Linked DNA regions of Zea mays: region 2 is linked to region 1. A link is a contact called in public Hi-C data. All regions are on one chromosome and are shown on one strand. The core of a region is the stretch at or near the end of the contact, and the rest is flanking DNA. Distances in the headings are between cores, read along the strand shown. Region 1 holds the start of LOC100191969. Region 2 has its middle 47 kb from the start of LOC103640852.

Evidence for each region. Hi-C and Micro-C count contacts between places; a contact is called where the count stands out from the background.
Region 2: a Hi-C map of tassel shows a contact between it and region 1, with 2.3 times the contacts expected there. The contact joins the enhancer-like site here to the promoter of LOC100191969 in region 1. A contact is called at or near these places in 4 of 25 Hi-C or Micro-C datasets (ear, leaf and tassel).

The regions. Positions count from the first base shown.
Region 1 is chr10:10,750,483-10,756,619 of Zm-B73-REFERENCE-NAM-5.0, reverse strand. LOC100191969 reads left to right here and starts at 1,928. Exons shown (of 5, transcript NM_001137393.1): 1 at 1,928-2,342; 2 at 3,073-3,357; 3 at 4,025-4,153; 4 at 4,239-4,336; 5 at 4,410-5,281. The coding sequence starts at 1,947. The coding sequence ends at 5,223. It also overlaps the pseudogene LOC103642299.
Region 2 is chr10:10,904,584-10,911,306 of Zm-B73-REFERENCE-NAM-5.0, reverse strand. It overlaps the pseudogene LOC103642299. Among protein-coding and RNA genes, the nearest start is that of LOC103640852, 47 kb to the left of the region's middle. Within about 2 kb of position 4,711, at least 14 of the 20 cell types and tissues checked have an H3K27ac peak or open chromatin away from gene starts, as enhancers often do. A contact at or near this core is called in ear, leaf and tassel, where this site is marked.

The DNA.
Region 1 (6,137 bases), core at 679-3,178:
AGTCGCTGACGGACGACGTGCTAATGCGGCGGTTTGTGGTTGAAGATGGAGGTGGTCCTCGGCGGCGCGACGAGTAATGTGATAATTAATTGGTTATTTGGCAAATAAGGTTAAGATTTGTAGCTTAGACTGTGGTCTCGTGATTGAATTTGAATACGACTATTTAACGTTGAATAAATAAGGTAGTTGTGTATTCTGTTAATACTGTAGCTATGGAGGATCAAATTTAGGGAATGTTATTGGAGACTAAGATGATATAGAGGATAAAAAAATTTAGGGTGTGCTGTAAAGGACAGAGAATATTCTTTTAAAGGACAAAATTTAGGGGACGTTGCTGGAGACAGCCTTAATGCTACTGTCTGCACTTGTCTGCACTGATTCACTCTACAGAAGTTACATGGCAAGGGGCGGCACAATACTTCACCAGATCTAGGGGAGCGCTATGCAGTCCTCTTATCTCGATTTCGGTGCTCGACACTATTTATTAGTTATATAAAAAATGGTATAGATGATAAAAATGTATGGGAAATAATATTTTATAGAGATAGTGGATATAAGGAGAATATTTAGGAGATGAAATGTTGATAATGTGACGCAAAAAATGACATAGGAAAAATTTAGGAAAACCACTGTGAATAGTATTAGATTGAATGCGGTTGGTGGGTTTGGATGCTCTAATAGACCTGATTTTTTATACAAATAAAACAGGAAAATACTAGTTGGATTTTCTTATATAAAGGGTAGTTTGCAAACTTAAATCTTTCTTAAGATTCCAAGGGAAAATTAAGTTAATTTTTCCCAGCCCCAAAAATCCGGGAGAGAATTTCAGTTTTCAAAATAGTTGAAAATAGCCCCAAATACGGAATTCAAAAATACGATTGGAAAAATGTTTCAGCCGTTTTCGTTCCCACCACTTTTTTTAGAAATTTTTTTGTTCCTGTATTTTTTTTGTATTCAGCAGTTCATTTATATGGTCAATTAAAATATTATTTTGTATAATAAACTATATTATTTATAAAACTGTTTTGTATTTAAAACTGTATTTAAATATAGAGTGTAACATCGGTCAATACCGGATTTTCCGATGCCGTTTCCATCCCAAGGTGTACGGCAGATTCCCCGCGCACCGCGCACGCCACGGCCGAACCCGACTGGCGACGCGTCGCCCGTTGTTCGGTGGAGTGAGCCGGGGCCCGTGCTTGCCGTCCCGTGAGGCCCCTGCCCCTGCCCGTGACCGCCCCGCACCCCCCACAGCCGGGGGTCGCCGGTTTCCGCGACTCCAAATCCGCGTGCGCCGCCCGCCCTCTAAATCTGCCTCGCCGGCAGCCGGGCGGGGGCCACCACGTCACACCCAGCCTCTCCTCTCCGCCCGCGGCCCGCCCGCTTCTTCTTCCTCGCCATCCCTTCTTCTAGCGCGGAGGCGCAGATCCATCGGGCTTCGGGGGCTCGGTTCCATCCCTCTGCCAGCTGGTAAGGCCGCCCTGGCTGGGACTTCTCTCTGGTTGTATTGCTGCTACTACAAGCACTCGGGGTACTCAGATCTGTTTTCCGATCCCGGTCGCTTCACCTCGTCGCGCTTCCTGTCGTCTGCTGCGTGTTGTCGCAGTAATGCCAGACTGTTCTCACCAAAATCGCTCGGATCTCATGCTTACTAAGTTGTCTGGTCGTTTGCGTCCCTGTGCTCAGGCAGCTCCTCAGCTGCAGAGGTTGTGACGGTCGGACAAGGTTGCTGAATGCACTTCCTTTCTGTGCCAGGGATTGGATTGGAGCATCTTCCCAGCACCACCCACGCGGAAGCCATGACCATTCAGTTGCTCCGCTGACGACTCCTCTGACGACAGCACGGCTGCGCTGACCTGCAGGCCTCTCGCCCACGCTGCCCTGACAGGGTAAAGTCAGGGGGTGGCGTGTGTGGGTGGGGGGGGGGGACAATCAGGTGAATAATCATGGACAGAAGAGCTGGGGCGATCCTAGTGTTCCTGCTCGTCGTCCTGGTCTGGGATGTGGCGGCGGTCGCCGAGACCGAGCCTGGCAGCGTGCGGCTAGTACAGGAGGCGCCACATAGGAAGGTGGTGGAGGATGGGGCCAAGGCGGGGAGGGTGCCGGTGTCGACCGTCGCGTGGTCCACGCTTGCCATGGCCGCGGCGACGGGGTTGGGAGCGGTGCCCTTCTTTTTCATGGAGCTCGAAGCGCAGTGGGCTGGCCTTTGCAATGGGCTGGCGGCCGGGGTGATGCTGGCCGCCAGCTTTGACCTTGTGCAGGAAGGGCAGGTGTATGGCAGTGGGAGCTGGGTTGTGTTCGGAATTCTGAGTGGAGGTATATTTATTTGGCTTTGTAAGAAGGTGCGTAACAATTCTTCTTCATTTTTCTTTGATACTATTACTGACCATTCATATCAAGGAGTTTCATCATCTTGCAAATATCAAGCCACATTTCAGTGGATTTATACCCGAAGGAACTATTCGTGAATGTCATACAAGTTTGTTCAATAGTAGGATTTTGTATGGGGACCAATGCTATAATCATCTGATACACTTCCCAGTGATAAACAAAATCAAGGTTGCTAAACACTAGCTATCTTAGACCTTGTGAAAGGCCTATTCCTATATGTCTAGATATGTTAGCAGTTGCTAAACAAAACATATCATTGACATTTAAAAGGGCGCTAATGTCAAAATATTTGTCAGCATAGTGGTGCTAGCAATCATATAAAACCCACTTATATGGTCTTTCACCCAAAGATTTTTGTAGTTGTCAGAGTTGATGACAGTCACAGTTTTAGCAACCGCAAAACTTAAATGGGCATATTTGAGCACACTGCTCACATAATGTATGTGCACACACACTTCCCTCATATGTATGCTTACAACTTTACAAGGTAGTGTGCAGGATGCCTAAATAAAACTTAAAGTACATATTTCACTTTACACTTACATTTTAAGTGCGTTCATCATCATATCAAATTTAGCTGGTACTTATGTTTTCAGATTAATTGGGATAACCTGTTCTTCATTATTTTTTTATATTTATTTATCTTTCATAACATAACTTATATTATTTCCCTGTCTGCAGTTTCTTGAGCAATATGGAGAAGTAAGCATGTTAGATATAAAAGGGGCAGATGCAAGTAAAGTTATTCTTGTTGTTGGAATAATGACTCTTCATTCTTTTGGAGAAGGCTCTGGTGTGGGTGTTTCCTTTGCTGGCTCAAAAGGGTTCTCTCAGGGTCTTCTAGTTACTATAGCTATAGCAGTGCACAACATACCAGAAGGCTTAGCAGTAAGCATGGTTCTCGCGTCTAGAGGGGTGTCCCCCCAAAAGGCAATGATGTGGAGTATCATTACATCTTTACCACAGGTGCAGTTCTTAACTTCATTTTCTGAGTTGAAATATGAAATAATCTCATCAGTTTATTGTCTTTATTCTTGAAACATTATGAAAAGCGTACCAACTTTTGAGTTATCTTGATCTATTTGCAACTATGAAGGGACAAAAATCAACCTTTGTTTTGTGGAATTTTAAATTAACTATGTTGTTTTCTTTCTCCCGGTGTCTGTGACTCTATTTATTCATGTTCATGTGCTTGTTTGTGCAAACGAGTGATTCAGTGTAGAGTGTGGATAGACAGGATAACTTGTAAAGTGGTGTAAGATTAAGGCTGTAACTTTGCTGTGTATTGATGAACGTTGTCCTGTGAGGCTTTTATTAATTTATCTATATATTCAAATTACCAAACTGAATCATAGTGGTAGTTAATTTAGTAGCACTAACTGTAATATGATTGCAAGGTGCAATGGGTGTTTTCTTCAGCCTTCACAGCCACCTTCTAAGCAGTTTCCTATCCTTCCTGGTTCCTGCTAGTTGTGCATAAGCATTATCATGTACTAAATCTGTGATCCTATCTGCAGTTCAGTAGAGTTATTTCTCAGGTTGTGAATACATAATCCATCTCCCCATATGCAACGGCAGTCTAATTCAGTTTCAGTAGCGACATTATTTACTTCGTTTTTGTTTGCAAACCCAGCCAATTGTTGCTGTTCCTGCATTCCTCTGTGCCGATGCATTCCAGAAGGTGCTTCCCTTTTGTACTGGTTTCGCAGCAGGGTGCATGATATGGATTGTTATAGCGGAGGTTCTTCCTGACGCTTTTAAGGTGAGTACCCGAACCATATTCTAAGAAAAATGTGCATACATTTGTTTGAGGAAGCAGTTGACATTTTCTCTGTAATAACATACAGGAAGCAACTCCATCTCAAGTAGCTTCTGCTGGAACACTCGCTGTTGCTTTCATGGAAACATTAAGTACGGTGCTTCTGGGATTTACAGATGGCAACAAGTAAGTTTGCTACTAACATTTTTATGGTCTAAAAAGAGAGAACTCCCGCTGATGATAAAGATGTATTGTGCAGTGTGGAAGACGCATCAGGCTTCTTAGTATCACTTGTGTTTGGACTCGGTCCACTTATCGGTGGAATTATACTCGTCACATTCTCTCTTGGGTTCAGCATGCCGCACCCTCTTCTCACCGGTGTCGCATCCGGCATAGCTTTCCGTCTCGCGGCATGGAGACCTGTGCAGCTCCTAATGACCTCAAAAATGGGTCTCTTCACCACCCTCTTCCTCCTCATCGGAGGTTCCCTGGCCTACCACGCCGCCACATCAAGCATCCTCCGGTTGTTCAATCGCAAAAGGTCTTCCGTGAACGTGATCGCGTCATCCTCCGGCCTCTCTCTCAGTGCCCTCACAGTGCAGTCCCTTCTTGCCTGTGGCGCCGTATTCCTTCACGCATATGCTGAAGGGCTTGCGCTCGGTGTCGCGGCTCGCAAGGCCTATGGCCTCGGCCGCTACATGGTTCTCCCAGCCTCCCTCCACGGTCTTCCACGTGGCGCTGCCGCGGCGAGCTGCGTGTATGGTGCCACAGATAGCTGGCGTGGAGCCCTTGCCGCTGCCGCTTTGACAGGGCTCGCAGCGCCGAGCGCCGCCATCAGTGCAATCCTTGCGAAGATCGACTATGATGGGCTTGACTACTGGATGGTCATAGCGTGCGGGGCTCTGATCCCCAGCTTTGGCCGCGTCTTCAGGCGCTCACTGCGGTTGGACGTGCGGAAGAGCGTCGTTGGCCTGCTGGTAGGTGTTGCCTTCGCCTCCGTGTGCTTGATGTCGACTAGATTCATCTGTCTGCACACTCCTTACTGTAACTCGGCTCCAGAAGCCGTCACATAACTTTGTTGCTGCCCCGTGCTGTTGTAAAACACATGTAATACTAGTGTAATGGCGATACAAAAGGAGGATGTGGAAGGGTTACGTTGCGTCGAAGAGATCTCTTACGGCGATACAACAAAGGGAAATGGATGTTGAACAGAATTTGCCTTTTTCTTGCTGTCACTTGTGTAAAATTATTCCCAAACATTGCCTGAACGATAGCCCATTCAGCCGTTAACCTCAGTCCCATTTGATCATTTTCTCCTTTGAAAAAGGCTCGTTTTTTTCCCAGCTCCTGTCGCCAGACCGAACATATTTTGCACCTATATTTCTCCAGAAATTTTATTGAACCAACGACAATCGTCAGCTTCCTTGTCGTATATACATGATGAACCAGTTTCTCTACAAGATTGGCAGGAACTGATTGCCTGCTGCATCGACAAACCATGCAAAGCTACGTTTCTGATAAACAATGCGAGTTACATACTAAACATCTTAGGCCTAATTTAGTGGATAGGGATCATAAGAGGATTCATGAGGAATCCCCTTGAATAATAATGGGATTTCTCGTACATAGATCTCATCGTGATCCATGTCTATCAATAGTGGCGGAGGACGAAATAATAATTAGGTATGGCTGAAGAAGGATAAAAAGGAAAAAATGATGCTACACATAGAACTCGAACTTGCAACCTATTGATTGCAAACAGTATACACTTACTACTACACCAAACATGATTTTTATGTATGGCTCCAGCCATAGTAGGTCATAATGAGTGTTCCGCCACTGTCTATCAAATTAGTCCGAAGACTACTTTAGGAAGGAGAGGAGTGAATTGAGGGGGTCTAAAATACCCTTCCCATTTAATTTTAAATAGAATGAGAAATTTTAGCCACCTCAATCATTTCCAATTTCTTTCCCAAACTTCCAATTT
Region 2 (6,723 bases), core at 3,462-5,961, 150 kb before region 1:
CAAAAAAACGTATGACTCGGAGAAATACACAAAAATAACCACTAAACAAACTTACCGCAAAGAAATCCTCAAAAGTGAACTCAATATATCCAAGAGACAGGTACCTGGGGGCCCTAGCTGCGCGGAAGGGGAAACGATGGGGGCCCATGGCTGGTTGGGCTAGGGGACGTGAGGGCTCCTCCACGGCGGTCACACCGCGACTGCGCAGCTGCGCGGAGGGGACGGCGAGGTGGGGGCATGGCGTTCGGGCAGTTGGGGCATACGAGACAGGTGCATGGGCTAGGGGACGCGAGGGCTCCGAGACGGCCGGCCACACCGCGGAGAGGACGACGCGGAGGGGACGGCGTGGCACCTAGCATGGTTGGTCGGGCGGGCTCCGTCCTAGGCAAGTCGGCAGCATGGCTGGTTATGCAGAGGAAACAGCGGCGCAGAGGGGAAGTGGAGGCTAGGCCACATGGCAGGGTGTGATGGAGATGCGAGGGAGGGGTCCTGGACGCGTCAGCGGCATGGCTGGTGATGCGGAGGAGACGACGCAGAGGGGAAGTGGAGGCTGGGCCACAGGGCAGGGTGTGATGGAGATGTGAGGCGGGGGCATTGGCCGCGCCAGGCGCCCACGCTCCGTGCTTAATTAGTAGTAGGGATTTTTAACTGAAATGACTATATGGAATTGTTGGTGGGATTATGAAACATACCTCATCATCAAGCAGCTTTGAGAACAACTTGAAAACAAGTCGGTAGTCGCCATCCTTATACCTGAAAACAGAAGTTGGATAAAGTGGGAGCCAAAGATTGTTGTGTCTATGCCTTACTGCTTTGCCATATAAATTAAAAACTATCACAAACAATTAATAAAAAAAGATCCACCAGATCCGAGGCCTGAGCCTGGATGTCCCCATAAGCAGCGTCTGCCACCGCCATGAAACTTTTTAGCAGTTGGAGCACTATTGGTGCTGAAGAAGCTAGACCTTAAGAAGTTTAAATGTTAAACAAAAAGAACAAAGTAAATATTAATATGCTATAAACATGTTGCTATGTCTCTCCACAAATTCCTATCATGACAAACAAAAAATAGCACTCATAACAAGGTAAAACAATGAACAAATATGAATGGAGTAAACATTACTCTTCCTCCACCATTGTCATGTGCTTATGTGAATACTTACTACATTATCCATATGAACCAACTTGTAAGCTTCTAGATGTTTATGAAGATTATGATTTACACGCAAATTTTATTTCACACAAATAGAAATGTGTGTTGTGCTCTAAAACAGAAGCAAACAATTACTTAGCTGCTTCAATTACCTTGTCGACTTTGGCTTCATTAATCCCTTTAATTTGCAAAAGGTATTTCCTCGGAGAGTATGCTACTTATTCCAATGTGCAGAGAACATCTTTGAGTTTTTTCACATCAAGTGCAGCTATTCCATATACCTACACAACAAAGTTTATATGAATTTAAGCGATGATTCAGCTCAACACGAGTCTTTTTTCTATAACATGAAAAGTCTCCCAATTCCAACTGAGATAACACATTACATCTTGGTCAACAGTTCACTAAAGCCTTAACAAATTCTGCAAAGGAAGGTAGCGGATGTTGCTGATGTGCATCTTAATACATACTGAATTGTAATGCTAACCCATAGGAATCATATTTTGAATAACATATGGACATTTTTTTCATTTGTGCACTGCAATGATAAATCTATTTGATCATAACCATTCAGTAATGTAGCACATGTACCTATTTTCTACATTCAATTATACAAGATAAAATAATATCCTTAACATTTTAGATCTCAAAGAACTACTTGTTACTCAATGGTATATTATTGTTCATGATTAAACCAGTAGAAATGCTCATGATCAATACTCTACAAATAGATTCTGACTTGAAAAAATAATTAAAGGGATCGAACCGGGTACTCATAGGCCAGGTTGCGAAGAGACCAAAAATAATAGGAATTGGCAGCAAGAGCGCTAAAAACAGAGACGTGGTAGGCTGAGTAATCAGTAAAAAACAGAATCACCAATTGTAAAGTAAGGAAAACTATAATAGAGGATAATCTTACCGGTCATCCTAAAATTCCTGGAAACTCAGTGACATCATGCCCATGATTAATGAGTGGTTTCACAGTCATCTACAAATAAGGTGTCTCCATAGAATAGTCTTACACGGCCCAGAAATGGCCAACTATGAACAAACTTCATACCAACTAAACTCTATAAAAATATATTCATTTTGTTGAGTACAACTGAACAAGGTAATAATACATATAGAAAAGAACAGTTTTATTTGTCTAATGATGGTTTTCTGAATTAAAACTAAAATTTATTTACCATATGCTTTCCCATATAATAAATATGCATATTTTCATTGTATTGCTTAACACAGTTATAGATCAGTGGGAACTCCAATTCATCTGAAAAGAGAATATGTATAGGCCCTTTGTTGACAAGGAAAAAAATTAAAAAGAAGTGATCACTCTGTACCAAATCCACCCATCCTAAATTAGTTTAGGTTTTAGATTTCAAACGTGGGAATTTAGAAGTAAAGATGTGTGGTGCGGAAAAAACAAGAGAGAAATAGAGATAGAAATGTGTTGCTAAAAAAGATGTATTGTTAGAAGAGAAATATGCACCGGAAAAGTGAGAATGACAACTATTTAGAGACAAAATTTAATCATATAACGTTAACTACTCTAGGACGGAGGGAGTACCTGATTTCATAACTAAAAACATTTGACAATAAAGAACTTGCATGGAACTGACCATAACACGAAACTTTTTATAATCCAGTTAGCAACTGCTTCTTTGCCACATAAGAGCACCAGGATATTTGCATCTTTGCGCAGCAATTAGTACACATCTTAGTTTTCAGATATGATAGCTGAACTTAACTGAAATTTCCATGGAGAATATTTGGTGCCCGAGTTTAACTAACAATTTATTCCATATAGCAATAAAAAATCATAGACTGCATGCATTTTTTGCTTGGGGCTTGAGGAATAATATACAGATGTCTGTGGTCCTCTGTTTCATAGAAATCTAGCAAATATTGAGGAGCTTGATATCAGAGATAACTCATTGTATGGACCCATTCCTGAAAGCAACGTCTAGCTTACGCTGCTATCTAAAGAGGAGTAGGATGCAAGATACTTACATGGTCGAGCTGAGACTCCAAATATAGTCTGCAGTCTTACTAAAAAAATCAAATACCATGAAGGTCCATCTGGCAATCTGAACTTCCTATGGAGTAGACGTTTCTGAAAATACCATATATCATATAATATTTGCACATAATGACATTATGATTTTGGCCAGTAGTATCTTAATGAACTCATATTATACGGCGTATGTAAGATTATACACAAAATCACTCCCAATAAGATAAGGATTCACAATCGTCTAAATTGAAGTGACTGATTAATGAAAAAGACAACATATAATAGAAGAAAGCTTACAAACACTCATCAAGCACCGAAAGTGGTAGCATAAACAGGGTAGAAATCGGCCAACCTTTGAGCCATCACATGACACATCATCGACGAGCCAACGCACCTCCGTTGGGCGCCAGGGGATGAGCAGTTCGACCGCCTCCCCGACGTCGACGATGGGGAATAGGCCCACGGTGGCAGCCTTCACGGTCCTCGCTTGGAAGGCATCAGAGTGGTCGGGGACCAAGGATGAGGAAGCGACGATGGGATCGAGGTCGACCGCGAGGAGGCTGTGGAGGTACGGGGCCCACTGCCACGTCGCCGAGGCGCCGAAGCCGTGTAGGAGGTGCACGGGGCACCGCGGGGGCGCCTAGACCTAGCGCCGCATGCGGGCGCCCCGGGTTCTGTCGTTGCCGCCGTGGGCATTGGGGGCGGGTGGGAGCACGAGGTACCCTATCGACCTCTGGTGTTGCGACGTGCAGAGGGGTGAGCGGCGAAGGCGGCCATCGCGCGGCGTTGGCGGTGTCTCAGGCGGGCTTGCGCGGTATGGCTGTTTGGTACAGGGCGGAGGGCGGGCGCTAGCAAGCTGAGGCTAGGGGGACGGGGGCGCGGGATGTCTGGGGGAGGGGCGCCAAATGCGCCGCCTATCTCGGCGAAGAGGAGAATGGACGGCGGCTATTGCGTGCGGGGCGATGGCGGTCGCAGCACCGAAGCCGCGCACGCGATTAGGATTGGCAGCACAGTGTCGAGAGACACGGGTGAGGATTTGGGGCGCGGACCCGGGGTCAACGGCGCGGAGGCTGCTTGCACGGGGATGGCGTGGGCGCCGGCGGCAGGCGGGGGAGGGGAGGGGAGTGGCGGCATCTACGTGATTGGAGGATATTTCGTGAAGGTGAAGCAGAGGTTTCGTGAGCGAGAAGGCCGGGGAAGGGGCTGACGTGGATTAGTCGGACGACTTGAAATGAGAGGTACATAGTGAGATATACGACCGTACTGGGATAAATTTAGGATAACGGCTGCAGACATTCTTATTGTTTAGACTGTCTCAAGCAGCGATTCTATTATATCCACTAACTCATCCCATAATTCAAATTTCACCACGTAAACAGCCTAATTTACTGTGTAAATCCTTAACACGTAGGACGTGGGGTGAGGCGATTCGGGGTGCCACACTGTCAGCAGGCAGCAGCGTGGAAGGCTAGCGTGGGAACGCCCGCGCGCCCGTTCTAGCGTGGGACAGGAGGGAGTTTGGGCTGACAGGCCGGGTGCGTGGGCCGCGGCAGGCCAGGCTTGCAGGACGAGAGAGTGTCTGCTGCCTGCTGGGCTAGCTGCGCGGCTAGCAGGCCAACCCAGTGAAACTGAGAGGTAACCTATTTCCTGTTTGAGCTATCTATATCTATGTCTATACTTCTATACTCCTATATAATCTACTAATTAAAACATCACTAAAATGAAAATAACAAATTACCCTAACTAAATCCACCATTAAGACCAATGTCCTCTCTCAATCAATAGCATCCCATAATCAGTATTTTTTTAGATCATCCCATGGTCAGTATTTTAATTTTTTGGATATCCGGTCGTACCTATCCACTGTCCCTTCCATTTTATCAACTCGACCTGGCATACAAAAGCAAGCAACCACTCAAGTTTTTTTAGACGTCCACATTTAACATGCTCGGAAAGATTAAAATGCAAAAACATGCACGAAATTTTTTCAGACCAACACACTCTCCTTTAAAATTACATTTTCAATTTTTTATGTATCCTGTATGTTGTCTACCCCAACTTGCTTGGAATAAGATCATAAGAAGACTCTATTGTTGTGTTTAATGCATCATGTATGTTGTAAAGAATCATGCCAATTGACAAATCACAATACCCATATCTACAAACAAGTCCCAAAATATACACAGGTAAAACAAAGCTATCTTCACATTCCTTCAAAGACTTGGCAGTTCTATTTGAAGTATTAGTTTTAGAAAGCTAAGAAATGAGCATGCAGATTTACTAGCTAAATGAGCGGCATAGGGGCTCCCACTTCCTTCGGAAGTAATCATTGAAACTTTAAAAACACCTTCAGTCGAGCTCATGAAGCGAGCGGTGCTTACAATCTCACCAGTACACAGTGAAGATTAGAGGACTAAGATTGTATCTTTCCTGCAAGGAAATTATCCTTCGGACAACGAAGTTTACATAAAAAGAATGCAAGCTAGGACAAGGCCTTACATGATCATAGGAGAATTATATAAACAAGGAGTTTGTTGTCCATTGCTGAAGTGTTTGTCTAGAGCCGAAGGCCAAGAACTAATGAAAGAGATACATGCAGGGGTATGCGGTGCTCATTGAAAGGGAAATAGGGTCAAACCTTTTGTAACACCCGGGTTTTAGGGGTCCAAAGCCGGGGCGTAAACATAATCACCAGGTGTGCTGGGACCAAGTCTCACACATATGATGAATCATGGCACAGGATCGAATGTCACATCTTTACTACATATCAGGAGTTCTATACAAAATAAGTAAATAATTACATTATAAGGAGACAACAGTCCAGCAACCCAAAGTTGACTGGGAGACGACGGCCTAGACCTCTCACGAACACATCGCAGCATCCTCCAAGCGCCTCATCCTGCGGTACCTGTTCTTGACCTGTGGGGGGGTGTGAGACAGCAAGAGTGAGCTCACATACGTTCATCGCTCAACAAGTTGTGGGGAATAATGTGTATGAACTCGCCAAAGGTGGGAGCTCATGTGAAGTGTAAGGCTTACCAAAGAGGATGGTTAGAGCTGAGCATTGCTTTTAAAGTTAGTCAAAATTTTATTAGCAGTTACTAAGTATAAGTAAATACAAACCCAATTAAGTAATAACAAAAGTAACAACATCACCTGCGGTGCAATGCATATGACAAATTGAATTTAGTTCCATAAGTTAATCATGTGAGTGTCCGAGCTGCTCTTGACCGTGAGCACGGCTAGTATACCAGTTTTACACTCTGCAGAGGTTGCACATCTTTACCCACAAGTCATGTTACCCATCTGCCAAGGGATCGCGACTTCCCATACACCTCTACCGAGGAGGCGAGGCAGGGTAACACTACGAGGCCTTTACAAAGTTCCACTAGCTTCAGAAAACCCGCTACAGTTTATAGGAAGCTCCAATGCAGGAATCCCTTGCAGGACCGCCATCGCAGCAAAATCCTCCCGAGGGCCTCCCTACACTGACCACCCCCCTACTGCCCTTGCCCCTTTCGGGTAAGGTAGTCTTCCACTAGCTTTCCTAATTAAT